Regions from separate parts of the Muntiacus reevesi genome. Here region 1 is linked to region 2. A link is a contact called in public Hi-C data. All regions are on one chromosome and are shown on one strand. The core of a region is the stretch at or near the end of the contact, and the rest is flanking DNA. Distances in the headings are between cores, read along the strand shown. Region 1 holds the start of NAGA (alpha-N-acetylgalactosaminidase). Region 2 holds the start of CCDC134 (coiled-coil domain containing 134).

Region 1 (2,700 bases), core at 171-2,670, 210 kb before region 2:
AGTCTTCCTGGACCACGGATCAAACCCGTGTCTCCTGCACTGGCAGGGAGATTCTTTACCACTGAGTCACCAGGGAAGCCTTCGAGTGAGGTCTTGAGCTATATTTTTAAGGATTTCTCTGGCTGCTAAGAAGACAAAAATATGAGTGGAAGCAGACCAGTGAGGAGGATGCTGGAGTAATCCGGGGAAGATGTGATGGGGTCTGGGAGAGTAGAGATGGCCAGATTATTTTTTTGGATGCACTGCATGGGCATACAGGATCTTCCTTCCTCAGCCAAGTATGGAACTAGCGCCCCCTGCGGTGGAAGTACAGAGTCTTAACCACTCGACCGCAGAGAAATTCCTCAGCATGGGGGGGGGGGGGGGGAGGTGTGTGTGAGTGCTCAGCATGGGGTTTGAAGGTGGAGAGTACTAGGTCTGCAGAGACTGGACGTAGGGAGTGAGGGGAAGAGGAGCCAAGGAGAACTCTAACGATTTGGCCTGAGCATCTGGAAGGAAAGTTGCCATTACCTGAGATATGAAATTGGCAGGTGTTTGGAGCCAGTGCTGTTTGAGACGCCTTTGACCATCCAAGTGAAGGTGCCAAGAATAAACTGTTTGGTATCTAGTCGTTGCTCAATAGGTATGTGATGAATGAAAGAGGAAAGAATGCAGAGTGTCTGGATGAGGATAACAGGTGGCCCAAGTGTCAGGCAAGGTAGGAGAGTCTCCTGGCTTTAAAAAGCGGTTTGTAGCACCTATTCATCTTCCACTACAGTTTCTGAGCAGTTTACTAAGGGCTATACTCCAGGACATGCTCTCATTTTTCTTTAAAAAAAGCCCTCAGCAAGTATCCACGCCACAGCTATTAAATAAGCATCTACAGTGCCCTATCCAGAAGACTCTTGAGAGGCAGGGAGATCCAACCAGTCCTTCCTAAAGGAAATCAGTCCTGAATATTCATTGGAAGGACTGATGCTGAAGCTGAAACTCCAAAACTTTGACCACCTGATGCGAAGAACTGACTCCTTGGAAAAGATCCTGATGCTGGGAAATATTGAAGGCGGGAGGAGAAGGGGACGACAGAGCATGACATAGTTGGATGGCATCACCGACTCCATGGACATGAATTTGAGTAGACTCCGGGAGGTTGGTGGACAGGGAGGCCTGGCGTGCTGCAGTCCAATGGGGTTGCAGAGACATGACTGAGCGCCTTAACTGAACTGAACTGAATCCTCGCCTCGGCAGAAGTGAAAGGACTAGCTCGGCGGAGATGGGGACCCTGTGCTGTGGGCGCGCGCCTGCCTCAGGAGCGCGCAGAGCCGGAGCTCGAAGGAGAAGGGGCTTTGGGAGGTTCCGAGGGCTTTCTGGACCCGTGTAGGGCGGGGCAGGACGTTGCTAGGGGGATTCTGATAGGTTCCGCCGGAAGGTTTGCTTCCGTCAGGCCCCGCCCCGCTAGAACGCGGTAGACGAATCAGGTGACTGCGGCTGTAGTCTACTCGGGAGGCAGAACCAGGCGGCGGCTCTGATCGCAGCGGAAGAGTCAGTAAGCTGGAGGGCGGGCGACTCTGGGTTGGATCCCTGGGCTGGGGCGCCGGGCCTGCGGTCTTTGAGGGCGGGGGCGGCAACTCAGCCCTGGTGGGAGTCCGGAGGCCTGGCCCCCGGCTCGTCACCTCCATTCTTCCTGGGCGTCCCCGAGTCTGTCGCTGCCTCTCTGTGACCCTAGCCTGACAGAGGGGTCGCCCTTGGGCACTCGGGGTTCCCAGCACGGCAGAGGAGGTGAGGTCTAACGTCCACGATACCTTGTTGAGTATTTCCGACGGAAGAACCCAGGCTTGGAGAAGCGATGGCTGGGGGGAGAGATTGGGGGCTGTGAGGGCGGCTTGGGCGCCCAGCGTGGGATCCACACCCAAGGTTAAGGGCGGCAGGGCTAACCAAGCAGGAGGGACCCCAGTGCTTTTCTTTTTTTCTTTTTTTCAGTGCTTTTCTAACGTTTCTTAGCTTCCAAATCCCGACATACGGGAGCTGGTAAAAGCAGAGCAGGTCTGGTCAGGTCCTGAGACCGCTCAGTCCAGAGCGATGTTGCTGAAGACAGGTACCTACGCGGATGGGGGTTGGGGGGTGGCTTTGGGAGGTAAGTGACCACTTGGGGGTGGGGGCTGCCTGGAGGAAGTTCCAGTCCTGTGGTTTCTGGGCCTCCTTCCCTGATGTGGGCATATGGGGAGACATGTACCTCTCTTATTCCCGGAGGTGGGCCAAGAAAAGAGGAAATCCTTCCCACGCAAGAATCAGTTCCCCTCCAAAGAGACCTCTTCTTTGCTCACCCCCTCTACCTCACAGCCAGAGACCCTATCTTCTGTAACATCAAGGTGTGCTGAGACAAGCCCTGTAAAGTCAGTATGGAAATTCCATTTTACAGATAAGCAAATTAAGGCCCTACAGTGCTCTTCCCACCGGCTGACCTCTTAAGCCCTCCCGAAGCCTCCTGGGTGCCTACAGAGAACATTGAGCCCTGGATGGGGCTCGGGAGACCTGAAGCCTGGCTACAGTGGCCTGCCAAGTTCTGTGTGAATGGAGTGGGGAGAGCTGGTCAGGGTGTAGAAAGGCTGTGACCCCAGGTGTTAGATTTGGGTGATCCCAGCACTGCTGTGGCGACAGCAGGGGGGAATCCAGGCCTCAGACACCACCCTACGCCTGGGACTGTCCACCCACTCACAGCCT
Region 2 (2,700 bases), core at 8-2,507:
GCAAAATGAGGGTAAGGAGGTCATCTCCCTGTTGCAGAGACAAAGACCTAGGTGAGGCACTATGCCTGAGGAAGGAGGGTCAACATCATTCCCCCTCAGTTCCCCCACCCTGGCCTTCCACGAGGCCTGGCAGTCAAAAACATGAAACTTGCGGGGTTTCCTGCTTTTCCTGACTTCTGTCATCAGAAAGGAAGGAGGGGTGCTGGGTGGGAAAGGAGGCAAGGCAGTCTTGGGGTAAGATGGCTGTTACTCTCCTAGAAACCACAGGCACCAAAAGCAACACCTGTTCCTATCTAGGCAACATTCCCCAACTACTGAGTAACTTTCATGTTCCTTGAATGTTCTGGAGCCAGGAACACAGCAGGAACAACATTCCCCACACAATGGTACTTCTATCTCTAGTAGGGTTAAGAGACAACCAACAAAGTTGTAAAACAAGCACAGAAGGATAAGAGGGAGTCAGCAAAGTGTGACATTAAAAACAGCAGTCAGAGGAGGCCTCTACTCAGATGACAGCTGCCCAATTTTACCAACGTGGAGATGAATGCACAGAAAAATGAGGTGACTGCCCAAATCACTTATAGATCACTCATAGATTTTCCAGTTAAACTAAGAGTCTTAATGAACAGGCTATCTCAGAGCTGGCCACTGTTCTACCAGGACACCTGCCCCAGGGGAGAGATGCTCAGTTATGGACAGTGACCGCTCACAGAGGTCAATCAGAGAACCAACTCTGTCCCGTGCAGATCAGACAACTGAAGCCTACAGAATGTGAGGAAATAGTTCAAGCTCAACCAGAGCCCTACATTCTACCGTCGTACTCCAGACTCAAGGGAACCAAACTGCTTAAGGCGAAACTTGGGAATCAGGGACTATCAGATGGCCGGTAATGACTGAAGCGGGGAAGAAGTGGGAAATGAGAAAGGTGACTTGGTGGTGGGTTCTGAGCGGGCCACTCGGGCTTGCAGACCAGGGATGCCACCCGTGCCTTTAGAGCTCCTAAAGGAGAAAGTCTTTCCAATGAGGTCCGCGAATCCCACACCCCACCCCCTGCAGCCAGTTCTGGGCCCTCGGTTCCTCCCCCCACTCTCCAAAGGGGTCTGCTTGCCCACGGCCCTCGCCCTACCTACCGGGCCAGGCGGGCGGGGGTGGGGGCAGGTCAGACAGCAACCGACTCGACGGCCTGCTAGCGACCAGCAGAGCCGTGGATCCTCAAAGAATGCCCGCGAGTAGCAGCCCTGGGACCGCCGATTACTGCCCCCGCCCACCGTGCCACCCCTGACCAATGAGCGCAGGCCGCGACGGTCGCTCCTTGACCTCACTTCCGGCTCCGCCCAGAAGGCGCAGGCATCTGCCCGGCTTGAGGTCTGTGGGATTCCGGTTCCGCCCACCTTGCCGGTCCGCCGGCGCACTTGTGTGTCTCGGTTGGTTTGGAGAAAATAGCCTGAAAGGGCGCATCAGCACACTGACGCCGTGATCCCTGCCGGACGGTCTTCCTAGCGCCCTCCCTGAAACTGTTTTGTCAGCTTAAGTGTTTTTCAAACTGCATTTGTCAAAATCAGTTTAGTGGGTCGTGACTAACTCCTTTTTCTAAGTAATGTGCAATGCAGAGCTGGGACATCCCCTGCTCGCCGCTTCGATTCACGAAATTCTAAACCAAGCTCGCTGGGTTCTTCCCTGGTCTATGATTTTGTACAGCGTCAGTATAGACAGACTCGAGGAGAGCTCCGAAACCGTGTACAACCCCGTATCCTTGTCTTTTGAAGTAAAATGCTGACTCTAGCGTTAATGATTGGGAAAGGTGAAGATGTAGAAACAAACAATAGCTGTTGGACTAGGTAACTGGTAACAGTTTAGACTATAATTCTGCCACATAGCAGAATCACCCAACTCCCAGTTCCCTGGAAGATATAAAGGTCTGACACACATTCCTAAATTGTTTTTATAGGAAGCAGACCACCACCCCCCACCACCAAATGAAAACTGCTGCCCACAAGAACCATAGGCCCTTGACTAGCTGAAACCAGAAAATTGATGATACTTGAAACTTCATCTTGATGCCAGCCGACCTGAGAACTGTCCATGGATCATGCCCTGCCCCTTGAAGACTATAAAATTCCTCACTACCCCCCTCCAGGGTGAATCACAGTCTTGAGGGCATTAGCCCAGTGTGGCTCCTTTTGCCTGGCAAAGCAATAAAAACTACTCTTTTCTACTTCACCCAAAACCCTGTCTCCGAGTTTCTATTACTATGGCACCAATGAACAGTGGCTGAGTTTCCAAGAGAGCCCTGGCAGACAGCTGGTAAGGGAGCCGACACCCCAGGTAAGCTGACGCAGAACAGGAGTGGGCAGTTGTGGAGAGCAGACATTGGAAGAACTGCATACATGGGTGCACAAATACACGCTCCGAGGAGAGCCAGGAGCGAAAGGCACATAGGGGACCTGCTTCAACCAGGAAGGAGATGAGCTGGAACAGCTTCATTTAGTTAGGAAGGCTGAGAAAGTTCTGACCTGCTCACTTTCCTTGCCTGGAAATTGTACCTCTCTCCACTTTCACTTGAGGTAAAGCAGTAGATAAACTGATCCCAGAGCACCTGGATCACAGCAGCACCAAACATGTGGCCTCTCTCTGCCTCTCCTGCCCCAAAGATGGCCTAACTGATGTCTTCAACTGAGGCGACCTGCTGGTGTAACCAGA

What was found. Hi-C and Micro-C count contacts between places; a contact is called where the count stands out from the background.
Region 1: a Hi-C map of muscle shows a contact between it and region 2, with 2.1 times the contacts expected there. The contact joins the promoter of NAGA here to the promoter of CCDC134 in region 2. A contact is called at or near these places in 2 of 3 Hi-C or Micro-C datasets (blood and muscle).

What each region holds. Positions count from the first base shown.
Region 1 is chr1:56,526,147-56,528,846 of mMunRee1.1, reverse strand. It overlaps NAGA (alpha-N-acetylgalactosaminidase), which reads left to right and starts at 1,420. Exons shown (of 10, transcript XM_065944833.1): 1 at 1,420-1,521; 2 at 1,960-2,074. The coding sequence starts at 2,059.
Region 2 is chr1:56,319,336-56,322,035 of mMunRee1.1, reverse strand. CCDC134 (coiled-coil domain containing 134) reads right to left here and starts at 1,257. Exons shown (of 7, transcript XM_065944787.1): 1 at 1,131-1,257.